2 separate regions of the Hordeum vulgare genome follow, and region 1 is linked to region 2. Evidence: chromatin contacts called from public Hi-C data. All regions are on one chromosome and are shown on one strand. Each heading gives the region's core, a stretch centred on a gene start, on an enhancer-like site or on the middle of the called end of the contact. The rest is flanking DNA. Distances are from core to core; before and after follow the strand shown.

What was found. Hi-C and Micro-C count contacts between places; a contact is called where the count stands out from the background.
Region 1: a Hi-C map of seedling shows a contact between it and region 2, with 4 times the contacts expected there. The contact joins the promoter of LOC123449125 here to the promoter of LOC123449119 in region 2. A contact is called at or near these places in 2 of 6 Hi-C or Micro-C datasets (leaf and seedling).

The regions. Positions count from the first base shown.
Region 1 is chr4H:496,019,169-496,024,537 of MorexV3_pseudomolecules_assembly, forward strand. It overlaps LOC123449125 (chorismate synthase 2, chloroplastic), which reads left to right and starts at 1,942. Exons shown (of 13, transcript XM_045126216.1): 1 at 1,942-2,278; 2 at 2,733-2,883; 3 at 3,023-3,099; 4 at 3,213-3,271; 5 at 3,383-3,466; 6 at 3,555-3,647; 7 at 4,111-4,191; 8 at 4,278-4,409; 9 at 4,591-4,693; 10 at 4,780-4,874; 11 at 4,972-5,037; 12 at 5,352-5,369. The coding sequence starts at 2,131.
Region 2 is chr4H:495,584,504-495,589,463 of MorexV3_pseudomolecules_assembly, forward strand. It overlaps LOC123449119 (protein FAR1-RELATED SEQUENCE 6-like), which reads right to left and starts at 1,279. Exons shown (of 1, transcript XM_045126212.1): 1 at 1-1,279. The coding sequence starts at 925. LOC123449122 (a long non-coding RNA gene) reads left to right here and starts at 2,731. Exons shown (of 2, transcript XR_006631959.1): 1 at 2,731-2,813; 2 at 2,937-3,216.

The sequences.
Region 1 (5,369 bases), core at 692-3,191, 440 kb after region 2:
AACACTTGCAGAGAATTATTTGCTAAAAACTACTTATCATTTCCTTCTGCTCCTCGTTGGGTTCGACACCCTTACTTATTAAAAGGACTACAATTGATCCCCTATACTTGTGGGTCATCACACTTACACTGGGCAGAGGTCTCGAGCCCGGCCAACGCAGTTGGAGGGCCGCTCATTTTTGCCCAAACATTGTGTTGTGTTAATGGAGTCAATCCATTCCTACTGCTGATCTGCTACATGGTACAAATATGTCGACGACCACATCTTGCGGGCTGTGTTGAGCCGAGGACTCTTGGCAACACTCCCTACTCCATTGCAACACTACACGGTGTGTAAGGACACTTCACGCCCTAGCCTTGTTGAAGCTCTGAGCAATACCAAGGAACCAGATGCGAAGAGATGGATCTTTGCAATCATGGACATGCTATCTTCTCGTGAGTTTACCTAGTTTTTCATGACCTTGTGGTCCATTTGGTATGCTACAAGGCAGTCGCTTCATGAAAAAAATCAGAGCCCTATCAACACACAACTTCATTGTGAAATACTTGAGAGAACTAAATGAGTGCAAGCTGAAGAAGGTGACTCGAACATCCGCTGTCACGCAACCACATGGCCGCCCGCAGTGCATTCCTCCAATGGATGGTTTTGCAAAGTTAAGGATCGATGGAGCTGTTTCGCGCACCCAAGTCAAAGGTACTTCTAGCAGTATGCAGGGATTCGGGAGGTACTAAGCTTTAGTCATAAAATGCACAGGAATATAATATATTTTTTAATAAATAGTTTAGATTGTACTCCCTCCGTTCCTAAATATAAGGTGTATTATTTTTTTCAAAAATCAAACTTCTCTAACTTTGACCAGGTTTGTAGACAAAAATATCAATGTCTAGAATATCAAATCATTATCACTAGATTTATCATGAAATATATTTTCATATTTTATATATGTAGTATTGTAAATCATTATATATTTTGCTATAAAGTTGGTCAAACATAGACAAAGTTTGACTTTTTTAAAAACTAATACACCTTATATTTAGGAACGGAGGAAGTATACCACATGTGTCACGTGGTAGAAGAATATCAGATCCAGCGCCATTTGAGGCACTGCCGGCCGCGAAGCGCTTGCGTCGGCAGTGGATCTTCATTTATCACATGTTGCTGTTTTCTAATTGCGAGAAAATGGTCCATGATATACAACACCAAACAGGAGGGATTTATGCAAATATAATGAATGAAATGAGAGATACATCCAGAAATATGAAGCAATGATCTTTCGACTTCGAAAGGTGAGAGTCTAATATCAAGGCAAGGCACGTAACATCGTTAAACATGCTTTTGGTTTAGAGGTCAAGCGCCATGTGGCTTAGGCCCTGTTTGGAACCACAATAGATTATGATAATCTGGATTATAAAGATAGATTATATAATTTGGTTTATAAAAATAATCTAGATGGACATGTATGGATGCCAGATTATATAGAATGTAATCCAGGTTTTACATTGCATAATGACTTGTCTGTCCTCTGTTTTTTTTAAAGAGAAGGGTGACGGTAGTAGAAATGTAATTAACTTCAACTTTACAAGGGTAATGGGTCATTAGCAATCCATAATCTGATTTTAGCTGGAGCAGCGTAGATTATGAGTTTTTAATAATCTGTCCATCTAGTTTTTATAATCTACACTATAATCTGTTATGTTTAAAGATAGAATAGATTATAAAAACTAGATTATATAATATGAATGGTTTCAAACAGGGCCTTATAAAGGTGCCAAATCTCCTTTTGTATCTTCTTTTGTCTGGTTGCTAAGCTGACGATGTATCTTTATTTTTCATTTAGTAAAGCTAGCCATGATGATCTTTGTAAAAGAAAATGTGTGTTTTTAGATTAAAAAGAAAGAAGCGAGTCAATCCCCTCACCAACCCGCTACCCGCAGCACCGGTCTCGTCGTCGTAGGTGCGGCAAACACCACGAAACCAAGCCAGACCACCAGACCCGAGCCGCCGGAGCGAGGGGGTGGGTAGGTAGGCGCCTCCCCGTCGCGTATTTAGAGTCCACCCCCGTCTCCTTCCTCCTCCGTTCCGCCTCACCAACCGAAACCAGACCATCCAAATCTCCCACCCCCCTCTCCAATGGCAGCCGCGCCCACGTCGCACCAGCTGGCCGCCGGCGCCGGGGCACCCTGGAGCTCCCTCCCCCGCGGCGGGTTCCGGGCGCTCACGGACTCCGCCCCCGCCTCCGTCCGCTTCTCCGTCGCCCGCCGCCGCGCCGCCCGCCTAGGTCCGTCCCGCTGCTCCGTTGTGGGAGCCTGGTAACTTGTTGGTTGCATGTTGCTCCTTAAGGCGAGCTTATTATGATTGCTTGGTCAGCTGCTGCCTGATTAGTATGGCAGGGCCGTCGTTGGTGGCATGGAGAAGAGGGTCCCTGAAATGATCCGTAGAGAAAAGTTGTCCTTGTGATGCCCATCTTTGAGAACCACATATCCGCGATCGCAATTCCAAAGGCCGTAGTTCGTTTGATCATATCGGCCATAGCTCAGTACCGTGTTTAGTGCTGCATCTCGCTTTGTTGTTTTGAGATCTCGGGGCTTGTGACAGTGCCCGGTTCCAATGCTGTTGTTTTTTTGCATCCTGAATTTGCATGCTGTATGCAAGTTCTGAGATGCTCTGACTGCTGTTTCTTTGAACAAATGAGCCAAACTCTGACATGTGCTGCTCCGTAAATTGGACAACAGAGGTGAAGGCGGCTGGAAATATCTTCGGGGACTACTTCCAGGTTGCAACTTATGGAGAGTCTCATGGAGGTGGTGTTGGTTGCGTTATCAGTGGTTGTCCGCCCAGAATCCCACTCACTGAGGAAGACATGCAAGGAGACCTTGATCGAAGGTGTGATTCAAGATTTCATTAGTTTTCCAGCTGCTCCTAGAATTAGGATATTCCAGATGCATTCTGTTAACCTCTTGGAGATATAATCATTAGATTATTCCATGATTGCAAACTGATATGAAAAGGTTGATTATCACAGGCGGCCAGGTCAGAGCAGAATAACAACCCCAAGGAAGGAGACCGATACTTGTAAAATTCTTTCAGGGACATATGAAGGTAGGGTACATTTCAAGACATGGGATATCTTGGTGAATTCGATTTTTAAATAAGAATGCATTAGTTTGCGTCAGTTTTATCTTTTATGACAAGGCTGAATGTATTTTCTGCAGGAATGACCACTGGGACACCGATTCATGTTTTTGTCCCAAACACGGATCAAAGAGGGGGTGTAAGTATCTAGTATAAGATTTCTATTAACTACTCATGGTAGGTAGACATTTGGAAGGGCAATAGTTGTTGGCACTGACCCTTTGTTTCACAATCATATTTGTTTCCACAGGATTACACTGAAATGGCTAAGGCGTACAGACCTTCCCATGCGGATTTGACTTATGACCTCAAGTACGGTGTTAGATCTGTTCAGGTACCTGTTGTCATACAACTTTACATGTGGGTGTTTTCTGCGCTTGAATAGTTGGATTGAACAATTTTCTATGCCAACTGAATAATAGGGAGGTGGAAGGTCATCGGCAAGAGAAACCATTGGAAGAGTAGCTGCAGGAGCTGTTGCAAAGAAAATTCTTAAGCTCAAATGTGGAGTAGAGGTTTGGTCCTACTTGTCTCTTACTTCTTTTTTAACTATTCCACATCTGTAACCAAGCCTTGTCACTCCCCTGGTTACTGCTTGATAAACAATATAGCCTGAAGAAAGAAAACCTGCATGTGGATACATCCTAAACATGTCGAAGCATTCAACTTTTGTCTTAATTAAGCATTAGCATTGTTAGATTTTGCAAATAAGCAGTGGTTTTCCTGTTGGATGGCTCCTCTTTATTTTTCTTTTATTTCAGTTCTTGCTTGACCTAAATATCACAACTCAGTTGTTTATGTACTTCGATCCATCTTGTATACTGTTGCATAGAGCAATCTGTATTGTGCTGCAGTGAATACTGATTTATTTCACCATTTCATTCCCACGCAGAAGGGCAAATTTTGTGGCTATCTCTCTCTTGATAACTTGATTTTTCAGTACCTTATGCCTTATGGTGGAGAAATATTTACCTGCAGATTCTAGCATTTGTTTCCAAAGTGCATCAAGTGGTACTTCCTGAAGACGCAGTTGATTACGAAACTCTTACCCTGGATCAGGTCCGTGGTTGCCACCCTTTTGACTAACATTACAGGATACTCTCAGTGATTTACTAGATTTTTTTGCTGTTCTTTTAAATTTCCAGATAGAGAGCAACATTTGTAGATGTCCTGATCCAGAGTATGCACAGAAGATGATTGATGCAATTGATAAAGTACGAATTAATGGGAATTCGATTGGTGGGGTGGTCACATGCATTGCCAGAAATGTTCCTCGTGTAAGTATTAAGATTTTGTTATGTTGATTTTGGTGTGTTCCATCAGAATAAACCAAATAAAGCCTCACTCTATTTTGTTCTCGGCTCATGATTATCATGCATCATATTTGTTGCTTAATCATCATTGACACAATTCAGTAATTGTAACGCATTGTCTTCTGCCTGCCGGTATAATTTATAGGGGCTTGGCTCTCCTGTATTTGACAAACTTGAAGCTCTACTGGCAAAGGCTATGCTTTCTCTTCCTGCAAGCAAGGGGTTTGAGATCGGTAGTGGATTTGCAGGTAGGAAATTGGTTTGCACAAAATTAGTTGTTCTGGGAATGCCTCCTACTTTACAAATCTCCTGACTATTAGTAACTTGTTTCCAGGTACTGACCTAACTGGAAGTGAGCATAACGATGAGTTCTATATGGATGAGGGTGGAAATGTGAGAACACGAACCAATCGCTCGGGCGGTGTACAGGTATTTATCCTAGCATCCTGCTTTACTATTACAATGTTCATTTTCAATACTTAAAATCAGAAGTATGACACTTGATTCTTAATTTGTGTTCATGCAGGGCGGGATATCAAATGGTGAAACCATATACTTCAAAGTAGCTTTCAAGCCAACAGCAACTATTGGGGTAAGTCATTCCAGTGCAGAGAACTTCCTTTCAGAATAGCAAAACAGAGAAATGTTCTTGAAAGTGTAGCTGAAGTTCCATGGCATGCTTTTCAAATAATAAGAACTGTGATATCGTGCAGTGACAACTTATAACCACTGCTATGTCAGTCTCGAGTCTCAAACTTGTTAGCAGCTATGAATGTTCAAATATATTCTTGGTGCAAAATATTTGGTTTCCTCCACTGGAGTATTAAGTAGGGCAACATTTCATGCATGCTACCTGTGGTATATTTGTATAGTCATTCATCTGAGGTGTTAATTTCATTTTCCCAGAAGAAGCAAAATACTGTG
Region 2 (4,960 bases), core at 29-2,528:
TCTTTTCCTGCATCATTTCGATGAACTTCTTGACTGCAATGAGGTCTTCGTCCCCAAAGCGCTGCACAAAACTGTCGGTTCTGTTAAACCTCAACCCACCAACAGCAGCTCCACCACTGACACTCCGCTTGGGGCGACTCGGAAACTTCCTGGTCTCAGCAATCTCACTCAATGACTTCTCCACCATCTCATCCATCTCCCTGGTAATCTTGGCCTTCTTCTTGGCTGAGTCGGGCATCTCCCTGTAGGCTTTCAAAAACCTCACCATATCAGGCGTGCAAGGATGGTTATGGTCCAAGTCAACAAACTCCACCTTCCACCTATCGTTCACCCGCTTGTCACGGATGACCAGCATCGCCTTGCATCCAGTCTTCTCGGCGGTGGTACGCCGAGCCCGCTTCTCCCGGGTGGCTGCCCCGCGCTTGTTGCGGAGCGGGTAGCGGGCGCCTGGAACTTCCGACGGGGCGGCCCCTTCCCGGGACTTGCCAGCCTGAGTGCAGCTGAAGGTGGAGCGGTAGCGAATCCCCTCGTAGTTGTGGCAGGTGCGGCGCACGGCGTGGAATCCCATGCGGAAGGCGTATGCCTTGTAGAGCGAGAACGCCTCGTCGACGGAGTCGAACACCGTGCCCACCCGCGGCACGAGAGCTTCCTCCAGGGTGCGCGGCACGAAGTCCTCGTCCCCTCCGGCGCCGTCCGCCGCCCCGTCGTCGTCGTCGGAGGCGACGAGCACCTCGTCCTCGCCCTCCTCCACCACCACCTCTTCATCCTCGTCCTCCGCGGGGTCGGCGTTGAGATCGTCAGCAATCTCGTCTTTGACCCGGCTGGTGGCCGCGGCATCCTCCTCCTCCTCCTCCTCCTCCTCACAGCTAGGGTTTTGCGCCCGGGTGGGGCGCGAGTGAGGAGGCCGCTCAGAACCCTCCCCCATGGTGGGTGGCCCGAGTATTTACCCACCCCACAGCCAGTGGCGACGCCTCCCCAAAACCAAAAGTATTAACACTAGAGGTACAGGGGGGCGGATACCTCGGGGCGCGAAATGGCTAGGGTTCGGGGCGGGCAACTGTACGGGGGCACCGAGAGGGGAAGCGGGGAGCCGTGGGGTGGTGTGGAGCTCGAGGGGGGCGTCGATCTGGCCGGAGTTGGTGGGCTTGGGGACGTCGCCGGGGAAGAGAAGGGAAATTGGGGGGAGGGGTCGGCTCTGAGTTGCTTCTGGGGGCGGAGAAAGTAGAGAGAGATGAGTACGGATGAGGAGGAGGAGGATAGTTTTCTGGGTGTGCTTACGGATTTGCATCTGAACTCCGGGGAGAAGGCTGGGGACGTGGCGGATCCGAGATATCGCTGGACGCTGGTCGACGGGCGGAGGAGACTGACACATGACCCCACCTTGCCTCTCGTTGGGTAGGGAGAATATCTGGTGCTACGGTGCAACCCTGGCCGTTGGATCATGATCCAACACGCAGCATCGTAAGAATGTTGATTCAATCGTCATTTTGGGAATGTTCGAGGGGTTTCTGCAAAACTCGCGTTACACCAGAGCACTTGTTAGGTGCTACCTTAGCACCATAGATTCTTCCTAGTTGTGTAGAGCATCTCGCTCTCGTATCGTGTTAGGGCATACTAGTACAAATGCCCGTGCGTTGCACTGGGCTAGAAAAAAATGCAAAACCTACTTGTTTTATCATTATGCGGCATTAATTTTAATAAATGACAATTATAATGTTAAATGTAAGACATCTATTTTTGGACGGAAGGAGTTTCTTTTAAAGTTTTAAAATATAATGTAATGCTTACATAAAAATTGGATTACTTTTTTAATAATAATTATCAATTTTATTGAGTGGTAATAATGTTTTGTTTTTTGAAAAAAGACCATCACCGATCTTTTCCTTTCTAGAGTACACAGTACCGCAATCTAATCCTACTTTCCCTCTCAACCTACTCACGGCCCGGTGGGGCGGCCTAGCAGGCCGGGGCTGCGAGCTGGGCTGGCGAAGGGAGGAGCTCCACTGGGCTGGCCCACCTTGCGGTCAACGCGGTAGGATCCCGATCTGAAGCGGTCGCGCTCGGGACGACGGGAGCCAGGGCGATGCGCGGCGAGCGGGGAAGCATCGGCGCTCGGCGCGGCTCCGGTGGCCGACAACGAGGCGGGCAGGACCGGCTGGGGAGGCGCGGATGGGGTCCTCCGACCCGTACCCGGCGAGATTCAGCTCACGATGGGGCCGACGGGGCTTCACGGGAGGCGAGCTCGGGGCAGCCTATTTAACTTATCCCTTTCTGTTTTACCACATTAATTTGCCCGGCCTATTTAACTTATCCACTTGACTTCGAACAGCTGTTATTTGATATGATTATGAGTTCACAGATGAGCATTCCATTCCGTTTTCTTCTTTTGACATATCACTTTGTACAGTGTTATGTTGAAGCGTCATTTGGCTCAACCGTACCTTTTGTATCATTGTCCAGTTTAGTTTATTTTTCTACTCATGTGGACTAACTAAATCAATATGTGTCCACATCTTCATTCATAGGAAAATCCAGCTATCATTCAATCATACTTCGACAAAAGGATTGTTGGTTGCCCAGGTGATGAAGGAGGTATGTTACCTTGCATGCAGAATTCCATCTCCACCAGCAGAGGCTGTCAAAATTCAGTTTTCTCCTGCATCTTACGGAGAAATAATCATCAACCCAGCATGAATCTGATTAGCTCAAGTTTCAACATTTTTCCTTTTTCAGAGGATCAGCATGATGTTGTGTGGTTTTGGTTGGAGAAAGGCAAGCCACACGAATGCCCAGTCTGCACTCAGTATTTCAAGGTGTGTTGGTATCTCTATTGACATAAGTTGCTTGTCCTTGTGAGAACTATTTCTGAACGAGATGCTAAATCATGCATTGCCTCCATGCTTCTGAGCTTTGAAATTGTCACTTTGTTTCGGCAGCTTGAGGTTATTGGGAACGGAGGAAACCCTGATGGACATGATGATGAGGACGACCACCACCACCATTAAGGGCATGTCTACTGATGAAACAGTGGACCTGTGCCAACTTTTTTTTCTTGCTGAGATGCTTTGAAGCTGTGAAAACATCAGCTTTTTTGCGTGCCCGTAGAGTTTAATACCCATGCCAATCAGTTTGCTGTTCTCAGTTGTCATGACTGGGAAATAGTAACAGCAAAGGGCCCTGGAAAACATAGTTTTTCTGTCTGGAAAATTACGCACACACGAATAATCTGATTCATTAAACAAATAGTGATGTCCCTTTCATTTTCGGCTCGCTTTTCCTCTAGTCAATAAGGCTTAATTGCCTCTTTGCTTGGACAGTTCCGTGTTCCGTGGCCACATCAACTATTTTGTTGGTGGATGATTTGTTATCCGGCATCGTTTTCGCTTTGACGATATTGATCCGTTGTTTGTCATCGGGTTTTGAGGATGATAAGCAGAGCTTGAGGAAACTGTCAATCAGGCTGTAATTTCTCTGCAACATTCAGTTGTTGGCTGAAGCATTCAAACCTTGGATTTGGCCAAGGTGGAGGCTTTACCAACCACGCCGGAGGACAACGCAACGCCACGCCTGATCCCAGCCTGATCCGTGTCGCACGAACCCACTCGAGCGGTGCTGGCGCGGGCGCCTCATCGTTCCTCCCGTCGTCTCCCTCCTGGAGCATGGGCAGGACGGCTCCGAGCGGCGCGTGGCACGGCGGCTGGCCGGAACGGGCGAGGGGCCACGGATCCGGCGAGATCCGGGCTGCCGAAGGAGCGGATCTGGCGTCGAGAGTCCGTTGCCGGAGACTGGCGCGGGCGCCTCGTCGTTCCTCCCGTCGTCTCCCTCCTGGAGCACGGGCAGGACGGCTCCGAGCGGCGCGGGCCGGCGATGGCCAGCGGGGAGGCGCTGCGGGATCCTCGGGGTCCCGGCTGAGGAGGGGCTCGACAGGGCTCGAGCAGGGCTGGCTCAGGGGCTCCTCCCCTCGATCTGCAGCCACAAAAATATCTCGACTGAGATCCCGTGCCCCGCTCAAGGCAGGGCACGCTGTGCCCTGAGACCCACCATCCACCATCCACTCCCCATCCGACGGACTACAGCGAGTCAACGAAAAAATATGACCAGCCTGCTCACGAAGCGACAACGATCCGGGGGAGGAAAGGGATCGGTCGATCTGTAGTCGCCGCCGTGGAGCTGTGCCGTCGTCGCCGCCGTGGGGAAGGGCGCCATGGGATCTCCGGCGGCGGCCACTGGATAAACGGCGCCGGCAATCCCCTCCGCCCCACGTCGTCTTCTCATCCCCGCCCCGCTCCGACGAGCTCCGACGACCGCGTCCGCCCTCCCGCCCCGCTCCGACGAGCTCCGACGACTGCGTCCGTCCTCCCGCCCCGCTCTGACGACCGCGTCCGCCCTCCCGCTCCGCTCCGACGACGGCGTCCGCCCTCCCGCCCCGCTCCGACGACCGCGTCCGCCCTCCCGCTCCGCTCCGCTCTGCTCCGCTCCGACGACCGCGTCCGCCCTCCCGCCCCGCTCCGACGACCGCGTCCGCCCTTCCGCTCCGCCCCGCTCCGACGAGCTCCCGCCCCTGCGACCACTCCAGTACAGAGCAGGTTATCACTGTCTGTTCTCTGTATATGTATATTTCAAAACTGAAAATTGTGCTTACTTGCTAGTTTAGTACTGAAAATTAGCCATGTCATTGGATTGTTACTTCAATACTGAAAATAGTGTTGGAAAAATTTCTTATTGTGTGTTTCTTTACCCTATATTGTCTCCATTGTCATGCATTAATCTGAGGTGTGATTGATGTGTTTATTGTCTTATTTTACAGAATTCCTGCTGATTAGTGTGCTATGCAATTGTGAGTGTTGTGCATTTGCAAGTGTTCTGCAATGGGGGAAATTGACAAGGGGATGCCTCAAATTGGCATGAGGTTTAGAAAACCGGATGAAGCTTGGCTATGTTGGGTTGCATATGGAGGCCT